Linked DNA regions of Mus musculus: all the other regions are linked to region 2. A link is a contact called in public Hi-C, Micro-C, capture Hi-C and promoter capture Hi-C data. All regions are on one chromosome and are shown on one strand. Each heading gives the region's core, a stretch centred on a gene start, on an enhancer-like site or on the middle of the called end of the contact. The rest is flanking DNA. Distances are from core to core; before and after follow the strand shown.

Evidence for each region. A called contact is a pair of places that touch in the nucleus more often than the background predicts. Capture Hi-C pulls out chosen DNA fragments and counts their contacts.
Region 1: a Hi-C map of pro-B cells shows a contact between it and region 2, with 3 times the contacts expected there. The contact joins the promoter of Lrrc14 here to the promoter of Plec in region 2. A contact is called at or near these places in 3 of 39 promoter capture datasets (the HPC-7 cell line, liver and pre-B cells), 7 of 484 Hi-C or Micro-C datasets (CD8 T cells, Th1 cells, nephron progenitors and 4 more), 3 of 115 datasets of contacts at active chromatin or transcription factors (double positive thymocytes, memory CD8 T cells and trophoblast stem cells) and 2 of 9 other capture datasets (liver and macrophages).
Region 3: a contact with region 2 is called in a Micro-C map of embryonic stem cells, with 1.9 times the contacts expected there. The contact joins the promoter of Mafa here to the promoter of Plec in region 2. A contact is called at or near these places in 2 of 484 Hi-C or Micro-C datasets (both in embryonic stem cells) and 1 of 115 datasets of contacts at active chromatin or transcription factors (memory CD8 T cells).
Region 4: a promoter capture Hi-C map of pancreatic islet shows a contact between it and region 2. The contact joins the promoter of Scrt1 here to the promoter of Plec in region 2. A contact is called at or near these places in 14 of 39 promoter capture datasets (3T3-L1-derived adipocytes, the HPC-7 cell line, cranial neural crest and 9 more), 1 of 15 datasets of contacts at CTCF or cohesin (embryonic stem cells), 8 of 484 Hi-C or Micro-C datasets (CD4 T cells, the G1E-ER4 cell line, Th1 cells and 3 more), 8 of 115 datasets of contacts at active chromatin or transcription factors (the SCID.adh cell line, bone marrow-derived macrophages, embryonic stem cells and 4 more) and 3 of 9 other capture datasets (adipose tissue, liver and pancreatic islet).
Region 5: a contact with region 2 is called in a Hi-C map of uterus, with 5 times the contacts expected there. The contact joins the promoter of Vps28 here to the promoter of Plec in region 2. A contact is called at or near these places in 2 of 39 promoter capture datasets (the C10 cell line and pre-B cells), 3 of 484 Hi-C or Micro-C datasets (B cells, embryonic stem cells and uterus), 2 of 115 datasets of contacts at active chromatin or transcription factors (bone marrow-derived dendritic cells and regulatory T cell precursor) and 4 of 9 other capture datasets (adipose tissue, embryonic stem cells, liver and 1 more).
Region 6: a contact with region 2 is called in a capture Hi-C map of macrophages, with 4 times the contacts expected there. The contact joins the promoter of Cpsf1 here to the promoter of Plec in region 2. A contact is called at or near these places in 2 of 484 Hi-C or Micro-C datasets (B cells and Th1 cells) and 4 of 9 other capture datasets (adipose tissue, liver, macrophages and 1 more).
Region 7: a Hi-C map of double positive thymocytes shows a contact between it and region 2, with 3 times the contacts expected there. The contact joins the promoter of Kifc2 here to the promoter of Plec in region 2. A contact is called at or near these places in 1 of 39 promoter capture datasets (pre-B cells), 5 of 484 Hi-C or Micro-C datasets (CD4 T cells, LSK cells, double positive thymocytes and 1 more), 1 of 115 datasets of contacts at active chromatin or transcription factors (thymic regulatory T cells) and 1 of 9 other capture datasets (adipose tissue).

The regions. Positions count from the first base shown.
Region 1 is chr15:76,708,912-76,712,078 of GRCm38.p6, reverse strand. It overlaps Lrrc14 (leucine rich repeat containing 14), which reads right to left and starts at 1,438. Exons shown (of 4, transcript NM_001358891.1): 1 at 1,152-1,438. It overlaps Recql4 (RecQ protein-like 4), which reads left to right and starts at 1,520. Exons shown (of 22, transcript NM_058214.3): 1 at 1,520-1,686; 2 at 1,768-1,801; 3 at 1,881-1,978; 4 at 2,171-2,311; 5 at 2,528-3,167. The coding sequence starts at 1,603.
Region 2 is chr15:76,204,467-76,207,773 of GRCm38.p6, reverse strand. Plec (plectin) reads left to right here and starts at 1,453. Exons shown (of 33, transcript NM_001163540.1): 1 at 1,453-2,176. The coding sequence starts at 1,636.
Region 3 is chr15:75,746,368-75,749,813 of GRCm38.p6, reverse strand. Mafa (v-maf musculoaponeurotic fibrosarcoma oncogene family, protein A (avian)) reads left to right here and starts at 1,493. Exons shown (of 1, transcript NM_194350.2): 1 at 1,493-3,446. The coding sequence starts at 1,892. The coding sequence ends at 2,971.
Region 4 is chr15:76,520,580-76,523,627 of GRCm38.p6, reverse strand. Scrt1 (scratch family zinc finger 1) reads left to right here and starts at 1,499. Exons shown (of 2, transcript NM_130893.3): 1 at 1,499-2,037. The coding sequence starts at 1,923. Gm46533 (a long non-coding RNA gene) reads right to left here and starts at 87. Exons shown (of 2, transcript XR_001781743.2): 1 at 1-87.
Region 5 is chr15:76,624,233-76,627,533 of GRCm38.p6, reverse strand. Vps28 (vacuolar protein sorting 28) reads left to right here and starts at 1,450. Exons shown (of 10, transcript NM_025842.4): 1 at 1,450-1,545; 2 at 2,329-2,400; 3 at 2,914-2,942; 4 at 3,049-3,086. The coding sequence starts at 2,364. Tonsl (tonsoku-like, DNA repair protein) reads left to right here. Exons shown (of 26, transcript NM_183091.3): 26 at 1,052-1,297. The coding sequence ends at 1,233.
Region 6 is chr15:76,605,976-76,609,063 of GRCm38.p6, reverse strand. It overlaps Cpsf1 (cleavage and polyadenylation specific factor 1), which reads left to right and starts at 1,473. Exons shown (of 37, transcript NM_053193.2): 1 at 1,473-1,729. The coding sequence starts at 1,586.
Region 7 is chr15:76,659,052-76,662,113 of GRCm38.p6, reverse strand. Kifc2 (kinesin family member C2) reads right to left here and starts at 1,533. Exons shown (of 18, transcript NM_010630.3): 1 at 1,349-1,533; 2 at 1,027-1,108; 3 at 730-878; 4 at 496-634; 5 at 242-387; 6 at 103-168; 7 at 1-13. The coding sequence starts at 1,447. It also overlaps a transcript of Cyhr1 not described here.

The sequences.
Region 1 (3,167 bases), core at 189-2,688, 500 kb before region 2:
TGGCTAGCCCACTATTGAGTTCTAGTAGATTTGCATGTTTGCTTGTAAAATGGGGGTGGGAGGGTGGGGTGGAGAAATGGTTCAGCAGTTATGAGCATTTACCGATCTTGCAAAAGACCCCAGCCTGGTTTCCAGAACCAACATGGTATGTCACAGCCACATGGAACTGATGCAGGTGCCCCCTTTTGACCTGAAGCTTTCACATGCACATGGTGTATTTTCCTACGACTAGGGAAAGTAAATATTTTCTAAAGTGAAGTAAATCCCAGACCTCTCTTCCCACCAGACTGACAACAGAGGATTCCTCCAGAGCCAGTAGCCTAACATCCTGACCCTCCACGTAGATGTGCCTTTGGAGTTAAAGAAGTCTAACACAGCTTAGTGAGTGCCAGGCTCTGGGGTTTTTTTTTTGTTTTTGTTTTTTAAAGGATCCTGTGAACAGATGGTGTGCAGCATCTGAGACCAAGGCCCTGAGTTTGAACTCCAGAGATAGCGGATTTCTAGGGTATAACTAGGCAGAGAAATCCCTGAGGAAGAGCAACTCTCACCCTCTGTGGTCCTTGTCTCCTATTCGGGTACCTCCTCTTCACTGAGAAACCATGTCTTAAATTCACGAGATTCATAACGATCCAAGCCAAAACTGCTAAAGCGTTCCAGCTGAGAAGCCACATACAAAAGATCCTGAGCCTGAATGATTCTTGCTATCCTGGGTCAGTAGACTTCCTGTGGGCAAAACACCTTACCCTCAGAACTATGCTACAGTCCTCAGCCCACAACAGAATGGAAAACCAGGGCCTAGGCCTTACGCAAAGCCGCAGCAAGGGACAAGACTGGGGACCAGAAAGACTGATGAAGCCCAGGGTTTGCTTGCTTCTAACATCTCCTACGAGTCCTTAAGGCACGCGTCCCTGGGGAACCCCGCGTGACTGTCCTTGATCTGGCTCTAGCTTAAGATAATAGGACTGCCTAACTGACAGGACAAGCCAACCAAACACCTGTCATAAGAGGAACCGGTGGCAGCCCGCCTGGCCTCCAAGCAAGGATTGCTTCTGGGTGATGCTACTGCACACAGGACACAGCGGTCTCTGCGGCATACAGACGCGCACGCTCGGATCCTTGGAGAAAACAAAAAGCCCGGAACATCAACTGACCCGGGCGAGCCTGGAGCCACAGGCCGAGACCGGCCTCGCCCGCCCCTAGGTCTCCCTTCGCTTGCGGCCCATCCCCGCGCGCCGGCGGCACCTCCCGAGAATCCGCCTCAGCCGTGGTCTTCAAGCGCCAGTCCCCGTCGAACCTGCCGTCCAAGTGCCCTGACCACTAACGGCTGCTTGACTCTCAGCTCGACTCGAATCCCAGCCCCGCGGCCCCCGCTCATCCGCCTCCCCGACTACCAAGGCCTGCAACCCTTCCTCGCCCAGCAAGCCTCGCCCAGCTCCGCGCAGCGCCGGGGCGCGCTGTGATGACGCAACAACTCATAGGCCCGCCCCCTCCCCGGGGGGCTCAGAGCATCTGCAGCACCGCCCGGCGGCCGCTCTCATTGGCTAAGGACAGGACTTTACGGTGGCGGCGGGAGATTTCCCCTAAACTCACGTTCGGGCTGCCATGGAGCGGCTCGCGACCGTTCGCGCGCGGCTACAGGAGTGGGAACGCGCTTTTGCACGGCTGCACGGGCGACGGCCAGCGAAGGTGAGGTGGAGTTAGGGTCCGGACAGGGGCGGCAAGTGGGGGATCCTGGCGCAGCCTGTTGCTGACAAGCTTCTCTCCTAGGGGGATGTGGAGGCGGCACCTGAAGAGACCCGCGGTGAGCACTGGGCTGGTGGACCAGGGACAGGGCGAATGTTAGTGGGTATGCCCCTGACCGCCGACTTCTGCCTTCCCAGCGCTCTACCGTGAGTACCGTAACCTAAAGCAGGCGGTGCGTCAGGCTGACGACAGACATCGTGTCCTAGAGCAATCACTTGCCGAGGCAGCTGAGGAGGTATCAGTGAATCCCACTCTCAGCGGTCTGTGGTCCAAATGGCAGGAACCGAGAGCATTTTGCAGCCGTGCCTCCATGGAGCACAGAAGTTGGGTGGCCAGGTCCTCCCATGGGGGTTAGGGGAAGCTTTAGAGGCACTTCTGTGCCCATGCCATCTTTTAAACTGGTCTAGGTTGCTACTATCTACTGCAGGCACAGGAGCCAAGCTGCTGGGGTCCCCACCTGAGTCGAGCTGCAACGCAGAATACGCAGTCTATGCCAAAACAGAGCCTACTGAGTTCTGTACAAGACTATGGGAAGAGGCTCAAAGCCAATCTGAAAAACACAACACAGGTAAGACGTGGAGGTGAACCCAGAACTGCCTTTGGCCCTTGGGTGGTTTGCCAGGGTCCTTCTATGTCCACCCTTCCTTATAGCACGCACGTACGCTCCTGTAATAACTGGGACTAGGTTCCTAACGGTGCTCAGGCATCTCCACTCTTATTGTCTGTCCCAAACTTCTGCAGTAACCCAGGTCCTGAATTCCGATTTGCTGTTCTGTCTTTCTAGACTGGACCAACCCAGAGCAGAAAACTCCAGCTTCAGAAGAGATCCTTGTCCACAGTTCCTGCCCCAAGGCCACCAGGCTCAAAGACTGAATCCCCCTGTCCAGACGAAGCTGACGATGCACTTCCTCGGGTTCCTGAGCCCCGGCCGAGGCTGGGCCAGCTCCAGCAGCTCCGATCATCCCTCAGCCGGAGGTTGACTTCCCTAGACCCTGGTTGGTTAGAGAGGTGTCACAACAGAGTTTCAGATCTTCTAGAGGTTCCGGGTGCTTGTGGGCTTGACCTGAGTGCAGAGGAGTCACAGCCTCAGATGTCAGGCAAGGTGAACATCGCTGATCCTGACATCCAGTCAGAAGTATCTGTACAGAGCCCAGAGGCCATAGCCCAACAGCCAGCCCAGGTTTTGTCACAGAGCCCCAAATCCATCAACAGTAAAGGCAGGAAGCGGAAGTGGAATGAGAAGGGGGAGGACTTTGCACAAGACCAGCCCAGCAGCGGAGCAGGACCCCTGTCTGAGGGAGCCAGGGCTACAGTACATGGGCAAGACCCTCCAGGAGAACCCACACAAGTGAATGTCCCTCAGCCATGCAATTCCTCAAACCAGGCCAGGACAGAGAAGGCTAAGGGCACAACCCACCTCCATG
Region 2 (3,307 bases), core at 204-2,703:
CCAGGGTTGGGCTCCGAGGGCCTGCCCCCCTTCCTGCCTAAGTCTGGCTAGGGGCGTGGTACAGGGAGAGCCCTGCCGCAGTGAGCTGGCTGAGCTGGCCTCAGGGAAGGCTTTGGGGACTGTTGGCTGAGCCTTCAGAGTTTCCACCCGCCACCGGTCTGTGTCTGTATGTTTGGAGTCTGCTGGGGCACCATGGCGACAGCCCATAAACCCGCCCCACGCACTGCTTTGTTGGCTGCCCGCCTGCCTCTGGCCAGCGCCTCCCACCGCAGGATCCCCCGCCTCCGCCCTATTTATAATCAGTTCCTGGGGTTGCAGTGCTTGGTGGGAATGGGTGTGTCCATTCAGGGAGAGCCTTAATGGCATGGGGGGTTTGGTGCGGCACCACAGGGAGAGTTGGAGTATTGGGTGGTGGCACCCAGCACAGGCTACATGCGTGTGGGACCCTCGGTTGTGAGGGCCCAGCAGAGGTGACAGCTGTGCTAGGCAGCCCTTAGGGCATGAGCTCAGTCCTCTTCCTTTCACTTCAGTTCCTGCTGGTGTCCTCGTGTCCTCTCCACAGCACCTGCCCCTCCGGCCACAAGTGGACACTCAGGCTGCCTGGGGGTAGGGAATTTTTGGATGTCAGGGCCACCAAGCCTGGGGTGTTAGGGACTTGGTGACTTTGATTCCCTATGGCAGCTGGGAGTCCCTGGCGTCCAACAGCTGCACTGAAGGTGTGGGAGGAAAGAGGCCTCACCCAGAGCTCTCTTCAGAGGTCTTGGACTGGAAAGTGGCTTTGTTTCTGGACCCACCCTAATCTAGCCTGTCGTGGAAGTGTTACGTTCCATGGTCATCTGGTGAGAGGGGCACAGTACTGTCCCTTTCCTTTTCTGATGGACAGCGGCAGTGGTGCCTGCCGCCAACTGTCTGTGCGTCCTGGCAGCTCCTCCCACTCTTCTCCTTCAGGTCTCTGGCCACCACCACACCCCAGATTCTTCTCCATACCCTAATCTTCCTCCCTTGGATTCTTTTAGTTTTCTACTTTGCGCAACCCCTCCTTTAGATAGCTATGGACAGATGATACCTCACCTCACCCTGAGATCACAGTGAGGGGGTGCTGTCCTTATGAGGACCCTCCTGCTCTCTCTGCTCCCTGTTTTCTGCCCATCTGTTCTCTTCTGAGGGGGGCGGGGTTGATTCTTGATCCATATTACACTCCGTCCTGCCTTCACACAGTCTTGAGAACCTTGAACAAGTGTTTTAGAAACACATGTAATTTCTGACATTGGAGCTATGTGGCCCGGGTGGGGAGGGGCAGTTTATTGGTGCCCCCCACTCTTCAAGGGGCCCCCGCCAGTAGTGGGTGGGAGGGACCGGCCCTGCTGCTGAGTCAGAGGGGGCCGGCCCAGGCGTCCTGGAGGGCGGGCAGGCGGGAGGCTCAGACAGGCAGCCTTGCCGGCGCAGGAATTCACAGAGCAAGGCTCTGGAGCCGCACTGCCCCTGAGCCTGCGCCCTTGTGCTTAGAACCGGAGCCTGCCTGCCTGTTTGCCAGTGGCCCCTGCTGCATCTTGTGCCAAAGGAGCTTCATCAGCCTCCTGGCTGTGCCCCACCTGCTGTCCTCACCCTGTGCTGACCGGCAGGCTTCCAGCAGCCATGGTGGCTGGCATGCTCATGCCGCTGGACCGGCTACGGGCCATCTATGAGGTGCTCTTCCGTGAGGGGGTGATGGTTGCCAAGAAGGACCGGCGACCCCGCAGCCTGCATCCCCATGTGCCCGGCGTCACCAATCTACAGGTCATGCGTGCCATGGCTTCACTGAAAGCTCGGGGCCTGGTGCGGGAGACCTTTGCCTGGTGCCACTTCTACTGGTACCTGACCAACGAGGGCATTGACCACCTACGCCAGTACTTACACCTGCCACCGGAGATTGTACCTGCCTCTCTGCAGCGTGTGCGCCGCCCTGTCGCCATGGTGATACCTGCACGTCGTCGCTCCCCCCATGTGCAGACCATGCAAGGTCCCCTAGGCTGCCCACCAAAGAGGGGGCCTCTGCCAGCTGAGGACCCTGCCCGTGAGGAGCGGCAGGTCTATCGCAGGAAGGAGCGTGAGGAGGGGGCACCTGAAACCCCTGTGGTGTCTGCCACCACCGTGGGGACCCTGGCCAGACCAGGTCCGGAGCCTGCCCCAGCCACAGGTCAGCTGAATTTTGGCTCCAGGCCGTGAGGGATGGGAAGTGACTGTAGGTGTTTTTGGTGTTGGGACTTAGGTCTGGTGGGCTCTGGGGGGCAGTACATTGTGTGTATGGTTCTGTTCATATCAGCAGGTGGCGCCCTTTCTGCTGGAGGGTGATGGGTGTTCTAGCCAGTGGACCCACGTGGCTTGTGCTCCTCTGGGTAAATCCTGGTGAGGGCGGGGCCTGAACGCCCCAAGACTGGCAGGACCAGCTGTTGGCATAGTCGTGTTTGTACCCCTCTCAGGCACTGTCCTTGCCCTTGCCCCCACCTCCTTCCCCCACCCTTTAGGGGCCCCTCTTTTCAGAAGTGGGCGTGTAGAGAAGATCTGCTGGCATGAGACTGACTCAGGCAAACCGCTTGTCCACTGAGGCTTGAGTCTGTCTTCCCCTATGGCCAAGTGGCTAAGATTCTGTATTACATGAGCAGTACTGAGGGCCCCCATGACTGGGTGCTTGGCCTGCTGGGAGTTGGCCATGATCTGGAGGTGGAGCGGCTCTAGATGAGATGGGAAGAAGGGCACAGCTCAGGAGCACTGCCTAGGAGGGCAGAGGTCAGGGCATTGGGATGCTGACCCAGCCCATGGTCTGGGTGAGGGTCTGGTTCCCCCCAGCTGGGAACCAGGTCTTAGAGGATGGGACAACAACCCATTGGCCCAGGGGTTTCCAGAAGGTACCCCCTCTGCCCTTAAGCCCTTATACCATCAGGACTCGGATAGGCTTATGTGTTCTCGGTGTGTGTGATGCCTGTGCAGGCTCTCCTGAGGCACATTGTCCTCAATGCCTGCTGAGGGCATCCCAGGACCTCCAGCAGTATCCATGTATTGCAGGCATCAGAACAGCCCGGTATCTGTCTGCCTCCCTCCTTGTGCCTTAGTATGTGGGAGGGACTTATTCTCTGGGAGTGGGGGAGGGAGTCTAGAGTGAGGGTAGACCCTCTGTGGGGCACAGCTGCCTGAGCAGAAGCCTCAGTCGTGGTCTTTCTGGGTTGGACTTGTGTGGCTTGTTGGAGTGGTGAGTGTAGCTGGAAGGGGCAGGGAATTTGAATGGCCGCCGGGCTCTCCCCATGGCCTTAGGCAAGTCAATGGCCTCTCT
Region 3 (3,446 bases), core at 244-2,743, 460 kb after region 2:
TCTGAAGACCAAGCCTGCACAGATGAATATGAAGGTGAGGAGTGTCTGGACACTGAGGGAAGGAGCTGGGAGCTATTTGCTCCTAGCTGCCAGGCATCCCCTGTGAAATAGCAGGCACCTGTAGAGGGAGTAGGCAAAGCCCTTGGCACCATGACATCCTGGATAGGTATCCTGTGAATACCCTTTCAAACTTTTTCCACCTTGTGCACAAATGGTTTATATTTAAGAATCGATTGATTGATTGATTGATTGATTGACTGATTGATTGATTTTTAGTTTTTCGAGGCAAGATTTCTCTGTGCAGACTTGGCTGTCCTGGGACTTGCTCTGTAGACCAGGCTGGCCTTGAACTCCCAGAAATCTTCCTGTCTTGGGAGAGCTGGGGCTAAAGGCCTGCACCACCATTGCCCGTCTATTATTTTTAATAGTCAACGGCATATAAGATTATAGATAACAGAGAGGAGAAAACCGCACTCTGGGTCACATCCAGCTGTTGTTCGTGAATGCACGCCCTTTCTATCTTCGGTTGGGATCTGGAATTCTGGAGGAGGGAGGGGAGGGGAGGGTGTCACAGAACTCACATCTTGTCACCCACCCTCCCTGTTGTCCTTGTGGCTTTCTTTTGCTCGGAAGCGGCCTCCTACTAGGTGTGTAGAGACATTCAGCAAGTGTGACGGTGGCAATCTGCTTGCCACTTGTCACTCCAACTTGCCCCCACCCAGCAAGGCTCCTCCAAACCGCCCTGGTGGGCAGCTGGGTCTGAGATTCCTTGTGGGCATTTCTGCAGGCGTCCAGACCCATCAGCCCCATGAATTCAATTCAGAGAAATGGGTTCTCTACGCAGGGAGTACCCGAGACCTGCTCCTCTAGCCCCGTGGTGGCCACAGGCGTCTGTCCCACTCCACCTACCACAACGCTCAGAGGCCTGCGGTTCCACCGTGCATCCCGCCGCCCGAGGTGCCAGCAACTTTGTTGACTGAATTCCTGAACCCATCCCAACCACAGGATAAAAATAGCTGGCGCTCCCGGGCAGCTCGGGAGTCACCGGTGTCAGGATAGTTAGAGGTCCCCATTCTGGAGACTCCAGGCCACTTGGGCCTGGTGCGGGACACAGCCAGCTAGACCACCTAATGGATCTGAGACACCGAAGGAGTACCCTGGACGAGGGCCTCCTCAGCTTCCCTGCACTCTCTGGCTTTACGATCCTGGAACCTCAGAATCTGCCACTTGGTCTCGCGCCCTCTGCTGTGCAGTCCCATGCGGCGGCCACCAGGGGGCCCTGCCCACTCCTCTTGCCGACGGCCCTTCCCCACCCCTTCCCACAGCTGTTTCCCGCAGGAGATTGACAGCTGGGCTCCGGGTTGCCATGGGGATAGGCAAATGAGGGCGGCAGGTCTGGGGCTCCGATTGGCCCGGGGGCGTCGGCCCCCACCTGGGGAGGCGGGCCCAGAAGCGCGTCTCTATAAAGGCTTGTGCGGCTCTGCGCCGGGCCGAGGGAGGCGGGGCCGGCCGGCAGCGCGGGTGGGGCGCGGGGCGGGGCCGGGCGGGAGAGCCCGGAGCGCGGCTGAGCCCGGGGCGCGGCCTCTGCACCCTCCAGGCCAGGACCGCGGAGGAACAGAAGGAGGAGGAGGGCAGGATTGGGGGCCCTGCGCCCGCTCGTAGCGGGCCGGGGGGCCACCCGAGAGGCCTGGCCGGCGGCGTCCCCTGAGCACAGCCCAGAGTTGACAGCAGGAAACTTTTGCTGCTGCGCCCTTCGGCGGCGCGACCAGAGCCTGAGCCCACCGCGGCCCGGGGGGGAGCTAGGGGGAGAGAGGCCCGCGGCTCCCCCCACGCTCCCCCGCCGCCCGTCGGGGCGCGGCCGGGCGCGGCGGCGGGGCTGGGGCCCCGGGCGATGGCCGCGGAGCTGGCGATGGGCGCAGAGCTGCCCAGCAGCCCACTGGCCATCGAGTACGTCAACGACTTCGACCTGATGAAGTTCGAGGTGAAGAAGGAGCCGCCCGAGGCCGAGCGCTTCTGCCACCGCCTGCCGCCCGGCTCGCTGTCCTCGACGCCCCTCAGCACGCCCTGCTCCTCGGTGCCCTCTTCGCCCAGCTTCTGCGCACCCAGCCCGGGCACAGGCGGCGGCGCGGGCGGCGGGGGCAGCGCGGCTCAGGCCGGGGGCGCCCCGGGGCCGCCGAGTGGAGGCCCCGGCACTGTCGGGGGCGCCTCAGGAAAAGCGGTGCTGGAGGATCTGTACTGGATGAGCGGGTACCAGCACCACCTGAACCCCGAGGCGCTCAACCTGACGCCGGAGGACGCGGTGGAGGCGCTCATCGGCAGCGGCCACCACGGCGCGCACCACGGCGCGCATCACCCGGCGGCTGCTGCGGCCTATGAGGCCTTCCGGGGTCAGAGCTTCGCGGGCGGCGGCGGCGCGGACGACATGGGTGCCGGCCACCACCACGGCGCACACCACACTGCCCACCATCATCACTCTGCCCACCATCACCATCACCACCATCACCACCACGGAGGCTCTGGCCACCACGGCGGAGGCGCGGGTCACGGCGGAGGCGGCGCAGGCCACCACGTGCGCTTGGAGGAGCGCTTCTCCGACGACCAGCTGGTATCCATGTCCGTGCGGGAGCTGAACCGGCAGCTCCGCGGCTTCAGCAAGGAGGAGGTCATCCGACTGAAACAGAAGCGGCGCACGCTCAAGAACCGCGGCTACGCGCAGTCGTGCCGCTTCAAGCGGGTGCAGCAGCGGCACATTCTGGAGAGCGAGAAGTGCCAGCTCCAGAGCCAGGTGGAGCAGCTGAAGCTGGAGGTGGGGCGTCTGGCCAAGGAGCGGGACCTGTACAAGGAGAAATACGAGAAGTTGGCGGGCCGGGGCGGCCCCGGGGGCGCGGGCGGGGCCGGCTTCCCTCGGGAGCCCTCGCCAGCGCAGGCTGGCCCCGGGGCGGCCAAAGGCGCACCCGACTTCTTTCTGTGAGTGCCGGACCCTGGGCCTCGCCACGGCCGGGGACAAGTTTGCGCAGGCCGCCCCGGTCTCGGTTCAGACTCTGAGGCCCGGGACGCGCGCTCCGGCGGTGCAGCCGCAGCTGCCGGGGTCCTCCTGTCCGCCCTGCGCACCCCGCCGCCAAGCCCCAGCTCCAGGTACCTACCGCGGTGCGCCTCTCCCGCCGGGCCCCGGTCCGAGCGTCTTCGGGGTCGCCGGCTAGACTTTGCCGGGGTCCCTCGGCGCCCCGGGAACGGTGATTGCTTAGGGAAGTCCGAGCCAGGTCTGACTTCCTCGGCAGCGTCCACTTGTACAGACGTGGAGCGCAGTTCTGCGTCCCAACCTCCGCCCAGCCGCAGCGGGGCCGCGCCGCCACCAGCTCCCGGTAGCCTCCGCCGGCCCCGCGCTCCTCTGTCGTCTTTCTTTCTGCCTCCGTTTACTTGCTCTGTTTTTACTCCTCCTCCTCCTT
Region 4 (3,048 bases), core at 250-2,749, 320 kb before region 2:
CGTGGCCGAACGCGAGGCAGTGGATGCCGGTAGCAGCCCAGCATGCAGCAGGAGGAAAGGAGCTGAGCTCAGCACCGCTGTGGCGCCCTGGCACTTGCGCCCGCCGGGCCAGTCCGTATAAGGTCACCACGCTGCAGTCTCTGCTTGCCGCTCCGCGACCATCGTCGATAGCCGGAGCAGGCTGCGTGGGGAAAGCTCAGCTCAGAGACCCCAACGCGAGGAGGGGGCGAAGAAGGGACAATGGCGGCGCCCAGCCCTAATTGGGGACATATGCACCCGCGCGCTGCCATTGTGAGGCCCCCAACCCCCAGTGCCCCGCCATTGGCCGTTGGGCCTGACGTCATGGGGGCTGCAAACTCCGGGCGGGCGGCCACGGGAAGGGTTATCCGCCTGGTTGCGGGCTTCCTGAAGAAGCTGCAGACGCGCGGAAGGGCGGAAACCACCAGTGAAGCGGAATTTCTGGAACAGGGGCATGGCAGCCCCTCTTGCCATGCACACTCATCTTGCACCGACGCCACTGTGCTGGACATCCGTCCCGCGGGAGTGGCAGGGACAGAAAGGTCCCTCCAGCGGGCACAGGGTCAGCCGAGGTGACAGAGTGGCAAGAGGCACTGCGGCACAGGGCACACACAGGCTTCCACACTGCGTTTTCGCTGCCTCAGCATTCACTCCTTTGGTCTCCCGCCTCTCCCCGCCTCCGTACATCCCGCACCTAGCCTCCAGACCTTAAAGGAGGCAGCGTGGACTCGACTGAGGTCCGCTTGCGTTCTCCCCAAAAGAACGAGAGCCTGGGGTGGGAGAGTGCCAGGCCCATTCCCATCTCTCTCCACACGCCCGATTATGCCACCAAGTATCAGGTCACCATTCCCCGAGCCGCACGGGGGAACTCCACACAAGTCCAGGCGAGGCATCCCCAGGACCCCTCCCAGGAGACCCTGGCCCGACCCAGCCCGGCGCAGCCATTTCCGCCGGCCTTTTCCCCTCCCCGCCCACCCCCTCCCCCAGCGCTTGGCTTTAAAAGCCAGAGGCTGCGCTCGGCGGTAGGCAGAAGAGGCTTGCGGGCTCAGAAGGCCTGCCCCAGAGCTGTCCGAGAGCGGAGCCCCGCCCCCGGACCCCCGTCCCTCCCTCTCTCCTTCCCTCTCTCGGCCCGCCCTCCCTGAGCACCCCTCCCCCTGAGGACCCCCGCCCGCCGCTGCCGCCGCCGCCCGCTCTGACTGCAGAACAATAAAGCCAGCCTCCTAGAGACCCCCGCCGAGGACCCCCGCCCCGCGACCAGGCCCAGGTGGCCCGCCCCTCTCCGGCAACGCCAGCTGAGCGCGCCCGGGCGCTGGCCGCGGTGCTGCCCTAGCCAGCGCTGGCCGCGGTGCTGAAGCTGCTGGTGCTCCTGCCGCTGCTACTGTCGTGTTCTCTTGGCCCGGCGCTGCCGCCCCCGGGGGCATGGGGCGCCGCTGACTGAGGCTCCGCCGCCGCGGCGGGGGGGGGAGGGGAAGGGGGCCGTGGGGCCGGGCCAGCCCTGCACCCATTCGCAGCCTCCGGGCCCGGGACGGAGCCGCTCCCCCCCTCTCCGCCCCCCCAGCCTCCTCCCCCGCCTGTCCAGGGGCGGCACTGCGGGCTGGGAAGCCGGGACCAGAGGAGGGAAGGAAGGAAGGAAGGAAAGAAGAGAAAAGAAGAGAAGAGGAGGAAGGAAGGAAAGAAGGAAGGAAGGAAGGAGAGAGAAAGAGAGGAGGGATCCGGAGAGGAAGAAGAAAAGACGCAGGGCAGAAAGAAGAGAGAGGACCACACTCGCCCAGCAGCATCCACAGGCCAGACAGGGGACAGTGCTGCTTCCACCGCTCCTCGGATGGTGACGGGGCCTCGCCGCGGACGCAGTCCCCCTGAGCCCCGGCTCTGCAGGCCCTCACTGCCGGAGCCCTGCAGGAATCATGCCCAGGTCCTTCCTGGTTAAGAAGGTCAAACTTGACACATTCTCTTCGGCAGACCTCGACAGCTCCTACGGGCGCGCCCGCAGCGATCTCGGAGTGCGACTGCAAGATAAAGGTGCGCTCTGGACTGCAGCTGGGGCAGGGCCCAGGGCTTTGCAGGAAGGGGTGGGTGGCCAAAGTGTGGGGGTGGAGTGGCAAGGTAGGAGGGGATGTAGATCCAACGGAAACAGCCTGAGGCTGGAACAGAGAAGGAAGGCTGAGGAAAGGGGAGCAGAGAGTAAGGCCAGACAGCTTCCAAGATAGGTAGGACAGAGTATGGGTAGAGGAGAGGTAGGAAAGAGGGCTCAGGAACAGGAAACACTAAAGGCACACACTGACCCACACACAGACTTCTGTTGAGACATACACAGCTGCACAGACACCTGCTGACACAACAGGACCCAGTTAAATGGGCACATGCAAACCCATACCCCGGAATCTGGATCTGTTTCACTTTTTTTGGCTGCACCTTCAAAGCCCCTTGCTAGGGCCAGCTAGGGAATGCTGGGAACTCTAGGGAATAGGCTTGGGGTCTGTCAGGGCCACCCACCTGTCAGGGCCTAGGTACCAGAAGATGCAACAGCAGTATCTTCCCTGGACTCAGGATTAGGGAGGAAGAGGTGAGCAAGGGAAGCCAAGGCACTGGAGTGAGGGGAGGCTCTTTGTGTAAGGATGCCCAAGTTCAAGGACAACTGTTAGCATGCAGGCAAGGGGGACAGGAGTGCCAGCAGTGTGGGGTGGCAGAGCAAGTATGACCTGCAAGAGCATAAGCCTGTGTGGGCCCATGTGACTGCGTGTGGCCATGTGACTTTGTGCGCTTGTGTGTGACCCTGTGTGTGTGCCTGTCTGTGTGCCACTACATGAGACCACGTGACTCTGAGGCCGCTGTGCACCATGTGACTGAGCGTGTGTCTGGATGATTGCATATGTGACCCTGCCAGTGTAGGAGTTGGGTTTCAGTACTAGGGTCAGGGTACAGCATACCCTGCGAGATGCCACCAGGCCCAATGGTTGCTGAGAGCCCAAGTGTAACCCTGAACGAGGCAGAGTCTGCCTCCTGAAGGGTATGCATTCATGACTGAGATTA
Region 5 (3,301 bases), core at 201-2,700, 420 kb before region 2:
TTCCTTCTCAGTGAGAATCATCTTACTTACTTACAGGGGGAACCCATGGGTTAGTTCACCATAAAAACTCAACAGTGACCAGAGAGAACATATATCCAAACTTTGTAAGAGAACATATATCAAAACTTCTTTGGGGGCCACTGACTGACTGGCCTGGCAAACATTTTCCAACTCCACCTTTATAGACAGACCTCTGAAACAATGCACATTGCTTCTTTAAAGTGACATTTTTCAGATACACATGCACACCCCCTCACAGCCTAGGCAGCTCCTCGGGTATTCTTAAAATGATCATGAAGATTTGAACCTCCTTTTGGAGTGGCAAATTGTTTGTTGTTTTTTGAGACAGGGTGTCTCTGTGTAGTCCTGGCTGTTCTGGAGCTCTGTAAAGTTTCCTCTCTACCTGGAGAGGACTGAGATTAAAGGCGGATGCCACCAGGGCAGGCATGATTTGGACCTTTTGTTTTTGCGGGGTTTTCTGGGTCAGGAGGGTAGCAAATCATTGTTACTTGCAGAAAACCTTATTTCCTCATTCCTGTCCACCAGTCAGTGATCCAAGTTCCGCTTAAGGGGTGCTTGCTCTCTCAACCTGCCCCCCTCCCTCCTTCCTTGCCTTATCTACTAATAAGCTAGCTTGTCCCGTTACACCAACGCACTCTCCACCTTATAAGTGTGCCTGATGGCCTGGCCTGCCACTGCCTTGCCCAGCTGAGATTTGAGGGTGGCAGCCTTTCCCCCTGGAGGATAAAAACTGAGCACAGGGGAGTCCCTGGGTTTTTCCTGTATCTCACCCCCTCTTCCCAACACAATGGTATTTCTGGCAGCTGTGCGCTTCATCCAGTTCCCTGACAACCTTGAGCCTACTGGGATCTCTGACTTGATCAAGGCCTGGCATTCACTAGCCTCCAGAGATCCGAGGGCCCACAGTATACAGATATATTGAGTCCTTTTTATGATGGGACAAGCCAAAATGTAGGCTCCGAGGTACAACATAAGCACTATGCCTCCTGTGGGTGTGTAAGTTAAACCTACCTCCTCCTCACCCCCACAGGCTGCTCTATTCAAGGGCCGCTGAACTCTGACCTCTGGGACAAGATCTTCGTGCAGTTGCAGGAGTTGCAACTGTGCACCAAAGACCTGAGCACCAAAGACCGAGACTCGGTGTGTCAGAGACTGCCAGAGGGTGCGTGCACAATGGACCAAAGTTCCAAGCTCTTCTTTAAATGCCTCTGATCCTAGTCCTGCCGTTTCCTCCAGAAGAAAAAGAAAAACCTTAATAAACTATGCTGCTATCTCATTTGTGTCAGCTCTCTGCGAAAAGGGTGGGCGATGTGAGCTGTAAAAGCCTTGACAGGCGGAGCTACTCCAGAGCGCAAGCTCAGGCAAAAAAAGCCGAGTGCCGATCAATGGATTTGGCTTGCTATGTGCGTAGGCTCAAGGTTAGAGGATGAGTGCCGAGCTGCCGATCGGGTTTCCCGGCAGGCGCAGGCGGAAAAAGCGAGCACCGAGCTTCTGTCGCCATCTCCGGGACTCCAAACGCCCCAGGTACACAGCGGCGGTGGCCGGGTCCCCTCTTCATAGGAACCCTTTGGTCTAGGTGTCCCGGTCCCGTCTCCTCTGGGGCTCAGCGGCCCTTGCCGCGCGGCCAGTGTCTCAGTAGGTGATGGGCGCTGTCAAGTGGCATTGCTGGTCCACAGTTCAGGTTCCCCTGTCTGTGAGGGTACCCACCTTTCTTCTGCGACTCCGCCGGCTATTCCTAGCTCCTGCGACCTCGGTAGCTCTCGCTGCTCCTCAAGCCACTCCATCTCAGTTTGACCATCTTCCTTGAACATTTGTTTTCACCCCATTTCAAATCCTGAGGCGTGTCTGGGCTGGCTTCCTTATTAGACAGGACCTATCCTGGGCCTTGCCTCCGCCACTTTGCCGCATCAACCAATAAGCTTGCCCTTATTCATTTCTCCAGTATCTCCCACAGATTAGGGTAAAACCTACCTCCACACTTTCCCTCACACACAGAAAGCCCCGGACACCTAGTCTCAGTTCATTTCCACTGAAAGATGTTGCAACAATGCCCTTCCCCTGTGCCCAAGATGCTGCCCCAGTTCTAACAGCTACTCTTCCCTACCCTAACCCAGCTAACAGGCAGGACTCCCATGGCACTCGATGTTCATCCTCAAAGCCTGACATGACATTCCCCCATGACAGTCCTTTAGCATCCTGTGCCGTTCCTGTAGAGAGCAGGAAAGCTGTTCACAACGCTCTGATCTCCAGAGCCCAGTTCTTAAGGTGTAAGGGGACCCTTGAGTTAGTGTTGGCTCTGCTTTCCAGGTCTCTTGTGCTGTATAGCTGCCTGGGCCTGCAGGATGTTCCACGGGATCCCAGCTACTCCTGGTGTTGGAGGTGAGTGTAGGCTAAACTGGGAGGAAGGGGAGGAGCCAAGGCTTTCCCTGTTGCAGGGGCTGTTGGGAAAGGACCACACTGCTACGTCCATCCCGTAGTCATTAGGCCCTGGGTAATGACTAGGGCCAGAATTATTTCTGGTGGGAATCTGAGGGCCCCTGCAATACCCTGCTGGGGAGCGAGAATATACTCCAATGTGGTCAGAACCTCTGGCATCCTGAGCAACTCTGGGTCTCCAACTGCATGTGTGAAGCATCTGACAGGCTTTTATTTGTACCAAGTTGTGGTTCTGTGTACAAACTACAGTCATGTTGGCGGGGGAAGAGAGCTAAACCTAGCAATCTGTATGTAGCCTCTTAGAGGCCATATTGGTAGGAGGTGAGGCTGGAGCCCCTATTCTGTGCTTCCCTTTGAGCTCTGTGATACATGGCATGGGAGACACCTTCTTGGGACGTAACTGAAGTGGGCCTGTCCTGGGGTCACCCTTGTCAGCTCCTCCTTGCTCTGTTGCAGCCCCTGGGAACAAGCCGGAGCTGTATGAGGTAGGTAGCAGATCCTCACCTGGCCACTGCAAACACCATGTGGCTGTCACTGGTTCTATAACCACGCCTGGAGATGCTGACTGACTCTTGCCTGCTTTTCCAACAGGAAGTAAAGCTCTACAAGAATGCTCGGGAGCGGGAGAAGTAAGTCTAAGCTGCCACGCACACATGCACATGCACACATACGCACACATGCACACTTGCACCCATCCAGCCTCCATGGCTGGCCCAGCAGTCTACCAAACCCACCACCACACCAATGGTTGGGGAGAACATGGCGTCGCGCTAGGAAGATGGTCCCTGAGGAATATGTACCAGGGATGGAGTGGGAGGTGGGCTGAACTCTGCCATAGGTGCAG
Region 6 (3,088 bases), core at 224-2,723, 400 kb before region 2:
CAGGATTTCTCTGTGTAGCCCAGAAAGATTTTTATTTTAAAAATTATGTAGGACTGGTGAGACATTACTCAGCAGTTAAGAGCACTGGCTGCTCTTCTGAAGATCGTGCATTCAAATCCCAGCGACCAGGTGGTGGCTCACAACCATCCGTAATGAGGTCTGACTCCATCTTCTGGTGCGTCTGAAGACAGCTACAGAGTACTTACATATAATAATAAGTAAATCTCTGGGGCTGGAGTAAGCAGAGGTTCTGGGTTCAATTCCCAGCAACCACATGATGGTTCACAACTATCTGTACAGCTATAGTGTATCATATACATAAAATAAATATTTAAAAAATTATGTATATATGTGCCAGCATGTCTGGGCAGCTTTCGTCCCAGGGCTTGGGAGGTAGACTCTGAATTCGAGGCTAGTTGGGTCTACAGAGTTTCAGGACAGCCAGGGCTATGTAGTTGAGACCTCATCTCAAAAATCAAGAAAAAGAAAAAAAAATAATTTCTTTTGCTTGCTTGTTTTTGTTTTTTGTTTTTGTTTTTGTTTTTTTTTAAGAAAAGTTTTCTCTGTATAACCATGGCTGTCCTGGAACTCACTTTGTAGACCAGGCTGGCCTCAAACTCAGAAATCTGCCTGCCTCTGCCTCTGCCTCCCAAGTGTTGGGATTAAAGGCTTACACCACCACTGCCCAGCCAACAAAATACTTTTTAAAAGAGATCTTTTTTTTTAAATTTTATTTTATTTTTATTAGGTATTTTCCTCGTTTACATTTTCAATGCTATCCCAAAAGTCCGCCATACCCACCCCCCCAATCCACTACCCACCCACTCTCCCGTTTTGGCCCTGGGGTTCCCCTGTACTGGGGCATATAAAGTTTGCAAGTCCAATGGGCCTCTCTTTGCAGTGATGGCCAACTAGGCCACCTTTTGATACATATGCAGCTAGAGTCAATTAAAAAGAGATCTTTAGTGTGATACAGGGGTGATCTACCACATCACCTCATCTACAGAGTGGGGTGGCGATATTGCATGTTTCTGTATCCTTTTCCAAGCCTATATACCCTTGTTTTATTTTCTGGGATTTAGCTAATGAGGCAAGTCTTGAAGGGTACAGAACAGAAGGAAGCAGAGGTCCAGCACCCTCCAGCTCTGTGACGAGGCTCATCAGTCCTTTTTTTTTTTCTTTCTTTCTTTCTTGTTTTTTTTTTTCGAGACGGGGTTTCTCTGTGTAGCCCTGGCTGTCCTGGAACTCACTCTGTAGACCAGGCTGGCCTTGAACTCAGAAATATGCCTGCCTCTCTCAAGTGCTGGGATAAAAGGCATGTGCCACCACGCTTGCTCGTCAGTTCTTATCAAGCTAGGCCACTAGGGGCCGCTCTTCGCTCGCAGCCACGGCGCGCAGGCGCAGATGCGAAGCGGCCCGGAACCCTGCTTCTCAACCACCTGGTCCTCTTAGAAGGCGGTCCGGGCAGGAAGCGCAGGCGCAGTACTTCGGAACCCGGTGGCTGGGTTGGCGCGCGCGGCCGGACCGAGTCCGCTGCCGTCCCTGTCCCCCGAGTCGGCGGCTCCGGCGTGACAGTGGCGGCGACATGTACGCGGTGTACAAGCAGGCGCACCCGCCCACCGGGCTGGAGTTTACCATGTACTGCAACTTCTTCAACAACAGTGAGCGCAACCTCGTGGTGGCCGGCACCTCGCAGCTCTATGTGTACCGCCTGAACCGCGACGCCGAGGTAGGCCGTGTCGAGGCAGTGCCGCAGTCATTCGGCAGGTTCCCCAGTGCAGGAGCTGAGGTTTGCCAAGGGTCTTTGGGCCCCAGAGCCAGTTCATCGCTGCCTCGTTGTTTGGCCTCATCCTACCCTGCCCGGACACCTCTGCCCGCGGTCTACTGCTTGTTCTTTGGAGATCGATTTTCAGGAGATTGTTGCACACCTTCCACGAGCTTAGCAGCAAAGACAAGCCAGTGAACCCTTGAGGGCGATGATTCTTTAGGAAGTCAATACTGCCACACACAGACGGCCACAGTGTCTCTCTAGGAGTAAGACCCAATGAAGGAGACTGGGTGTTTCTGTACAAAACAACCAGAGCTCTTTCTGAGATTGAGCAGATTTGTTGTGGAAGAACGTTTCTTCCTAAAGGAGCAAGGCTGGATGTTTCTCGGGGACAGACTATTGTCAGTAGATGTAGTAATGTGGAATGAATTCATCAGTACATTGATAACGGGGGTGTTTTGGTTGCTAGAGAGACAGCAAGCGGTTCAGGAAGCCCTCCCCCCCTCCCCCCAAAAAAAAGGCAATTTCCGTGGCTCTTTAATCCCAGTTCGATCCATTAATCCCAGGTGGAAGCAGACAGATTTCTGGGTGTTCCAGTTTAAACTATTTCCAAGCCATCTAGGGCTACATAGTGAACCTCTTGTCTAAAAACAAAGCAAAAAAGCCAAGAAGGCAGATGCTTTTTTTAAAAAATTAGACTTATTCATATTCATTTGTGTTTGCTTGTATATATGTATGTACACCATATGCATTCTTGGTGTCCATGGAGGTCAGCATTATGGATAGTTGTGCCATCAAGTGGGTCCTCTGTAAGAGCAACAAGTGCTTTTGATGGCTGTGCATTACTGCCAACATGCAGTTTACTGGGGTGGCAGAACTGGACAGGGAAATCTCACCTTCATAGAAGATGTGTTTTAAATAGACAAGGAAGTGTGGGGGAAGTATGTGGGAGTTAGGCAAAGGGGTTTCAAGGAAAGTTAAGTTTTTGTGGTAGAGGCTAAGGGAAGGAGGAAGGAAGGGAAAGAACGGGTAAGAAGTAACAGGGCAGGGCCTCCACAACACACTCTCCAAGCAGGAAGTTTTGGCAATGAAATAATCTTACCCAACTTATGTTGGAGAGAGGTCCAAGAAAGATGGTCAAGAAGTGGCTGTAGCCATTAGGCAAGATGGTGGCCTGGACCAGTGCAGCTATGACAGTTCAGGATTGATAGAGGTGGAGTTTGAAAGGAGCTCAAGGTAATGCCAAGAATCTGTCACTGTTCTGGGCAACAGGTCTGGATTTGGTCTTAGCAGTTACAGGGATGCTGTCACTATTCCCTG
Region 7 (3,062 bases), core at 284-2,783, 450 kb before region 2:
AATCTGTCACCCCCTGACAGAGAGGGATATCATCAGGACCCACCTGAAATTCCCCTGACTTTTCAGCCTGTTTGTTCCCTATGCCCACCCCAAAAGCCTCACCACTCCCAGACGAAGTCTACTCAGCTCTTCTTCCTGTTGCTCCAGCTGTTGTCTCAGCTCTTCCAGCTGTGGAGGAGTCAGAGACAGGACAGAATGCCTTTTTAGGTCTCACACCCACCCAGTCGCTGACAGTCCTTACCTGTCCAAGAATGAGCTGTTCCAACCGCTGCCAAACTCTCTGTTCCTCCTCCAATTGGAGAGGCTGATGTTCCTGGGTCTCATCCCTTGGTACCTCATCCAGGATGGGAGTGGGCTGAGAGGAGCTTTCTTCTTGTGAAAGAGACCCTGGAGAGGGATGAGGCCAGTTACAAGTGAGGAGATGTCTGGCATAGTGAGCAGAGCTAGTTCTGATAGATCCTGCTCCTTCCACTAATGGTGATACTCTTTACAGACCATCTAGAGTGGAGGGCTGCACGGGGCAGGTTGGCTGAGTCCCCTGGAGCAGGGCCTGCCTCCCCCGGGGGCTCCGTGTCCATGCCAGTAGGGCCAAGAGCTGACTTGTTACTGTCAACAGTGGGGGGACTTCACCAGGCTGTGAAGGAAGTAAGAACCAAAGCAGAGGTGTTGGGAGTGAGAGGACCACAGAGGCTAGGGAAAGGAATAATTGCTGGCGACGGTATCGCTCACCTTGCCCAGGTCAGGAGTCGTCCCGCAGCTCTCTTCTGCCCCCAACTGGACGGAGAGGAACTCAGCAAGACGCATGAGTGCCTCTTCCAGGGACACCTCAGCTGCTCCACCCTCCGCTCCTTTCTGGCCATCCTCAGATTCTGAGCAGCCTTTGAGGAGGCCAAGTGAGAAAGGAAAAAGCATTCTGCATTACTAGATGGAGGAGAGGCCTTTCTCCCTCCCGGTGAGGTTACAGTACACCAACTGCAGGTATCCCCCGGACCTTTCCTTCCCCAGCAGCTCCTAGTATGCACCTACCGGCCAGGCTGTTCAGCTCGGACCACAGTTCTGATGTGAATTGATCCGGACGGCGACGACCCCTAGGTTGGCCGCCGCTTTTCTGGGAAGAGAGCATGAGGTGCAAGTGAGGGTACTGGCAGTATGTGCGACCCTTTCGCTTCTGAAATGGGCCAAGGGGTTGGGGCTGAGATCTTTGACCCCACAACAGAGACCATACTGGTCTCTGAACAGCCCTATTTCCCAGAGCAGGTACCTAAGGATTTAAGCTGCACAGGTCAGCCACGACCAAATCTCAGAATGATGGTGGTAACCAACCGTGATGCAGGCCCACTCCGCTCACCTGGGTGGGATCCCCGGGGTCCGAGACCGCCGCAGCCCCGCCATCCCTGCGGAAAAGACTGTAGAAGATGTAGATGAGCAGAGAGTAAAAGGCGTACATGGGGGCGCGGGGCGGCAGAGAGCACCTCTTCGCGCCGCCCCGCGTCCCCGCACCAGGTCTCTGCACCCGCCCGCCGCAGTGCCCATGCGCATGCTCGCGGCGGTCGCCCCCACGGACGATCTTCCACGGGCGGAGGGCCCTCACTGAGGGGCGACTGCGAAGAGCTGCAAAACTTGTACTTAAGGCCCTATCAAGCGGTTTTTAGTCCCTCTTTCGCAAAGACCTCTAGCCGCTGTCTAGTCTCTTTTGGGAATCCCGCATCAAGACCCCCACCAAGAAACGCGCAAGGGAACCGAGCCTTCAGCTCTCAGGTGTACAACCTCTTCTCCCTCGATAGCCCCGCCCAGACTCCACCCCTCCCCGGGAGCCGGACCCAGCCCGGCCCAGACCTCCCCTTCGGTCATAACCTCGCCCCTCCCACAGCTAAGCAATAACCCTTGGAAGCCCCACCCCGGCCCTTCTCACAGCTCCGCCTAGACCCCTCGAAGTGCCGCCTCTTTTCTCAGTCCACGCCTGCTGCCCCGAAGCCCCACCTACATCTCCCGGCTCAGACCCGGGGCGCTTCGCAATGCCAGTGCTCCAGCAAACCCGTGCCGAAGATCATGGGCTGTGACGCATGCCTTTAATCCCAACGCTCAGAAGGCAGAGACAGGCAAATCTCAGTGAGTCTGAGGCCAGCCTGGTCTATACAGGAAGTTCCAGGACAGCCAGGGTAATGTAAAGAGACTATCTAAACCACAAACTAGTACTGAACCTCTGGTCGCCACCTCCGCGCTCCCAGCCCCACCCCTCTAGAGCCTCCGCAGCCCTCCACAGGCCCCGCCCCGCCGCTCTAGCCGGAGCTCCTCTCGTTAGTGGATGTAAGCCGGCTGCTCCAATCCGCGCCTCGGGAGGGCGGGCTAGGAGGCGGGGCAGACTGTTGTGGGCGGGTTCGGGCCTTCAGCTCCGCGTCTCCAGGTGTTGTGCGCTGCCTGTGCTCCGCTGCTGCTTCTTCCCTTCTATCATTCTCAGGCATGGAAGGCCATAACTAGGACCGTGCCCAGACCACAGCAAGAGACAGCTCCTCTTGCCGTTTTGAGTCCCTGGGCTGATACCACGCTTGGGCGCCAAGATTCCAATCCCATTCCCCTTCCCCAGGAAATTAGTCCTTCTTCCTTGCAGGTGAGTCCAGTGACCTCAGGGCTCCAAAAAGTTTGGAACTGAATCTCTTCTAATGTCTACTCAAAGGTCTCTGGAACTCGAGGTTCCTGAAGAGCTCCACTAAGGACTCCAGATCGCCAGCCTCTGTGTGTACTTCTCTCCTAATTTGAAGATTCATTTCCTATCTCCTCAAACTCACTACTATTCAACGTGTCATGGTTTCCAAACCCAGGACTGAATGGAGCACTGTCCTGTCCCACCTGGTATTGGCAGGGGTGTCCCTGCATGCAGCGGTGAGCTCTGTACAGGTGAATATTCTTTTTTTTTTTTTTTTTTTTTTGGTTTTTCGAGACAGGGTTTCTCTGTATAGCCCTGGCTGTCCTGGAACTCACTTTGTAGACCAGGGTGGCCTCGAACTCAGAAATCCGCCTGCCTCTGCCCCCTGAGTGCTGGGATCAAAGGTGTGTGCCACCAT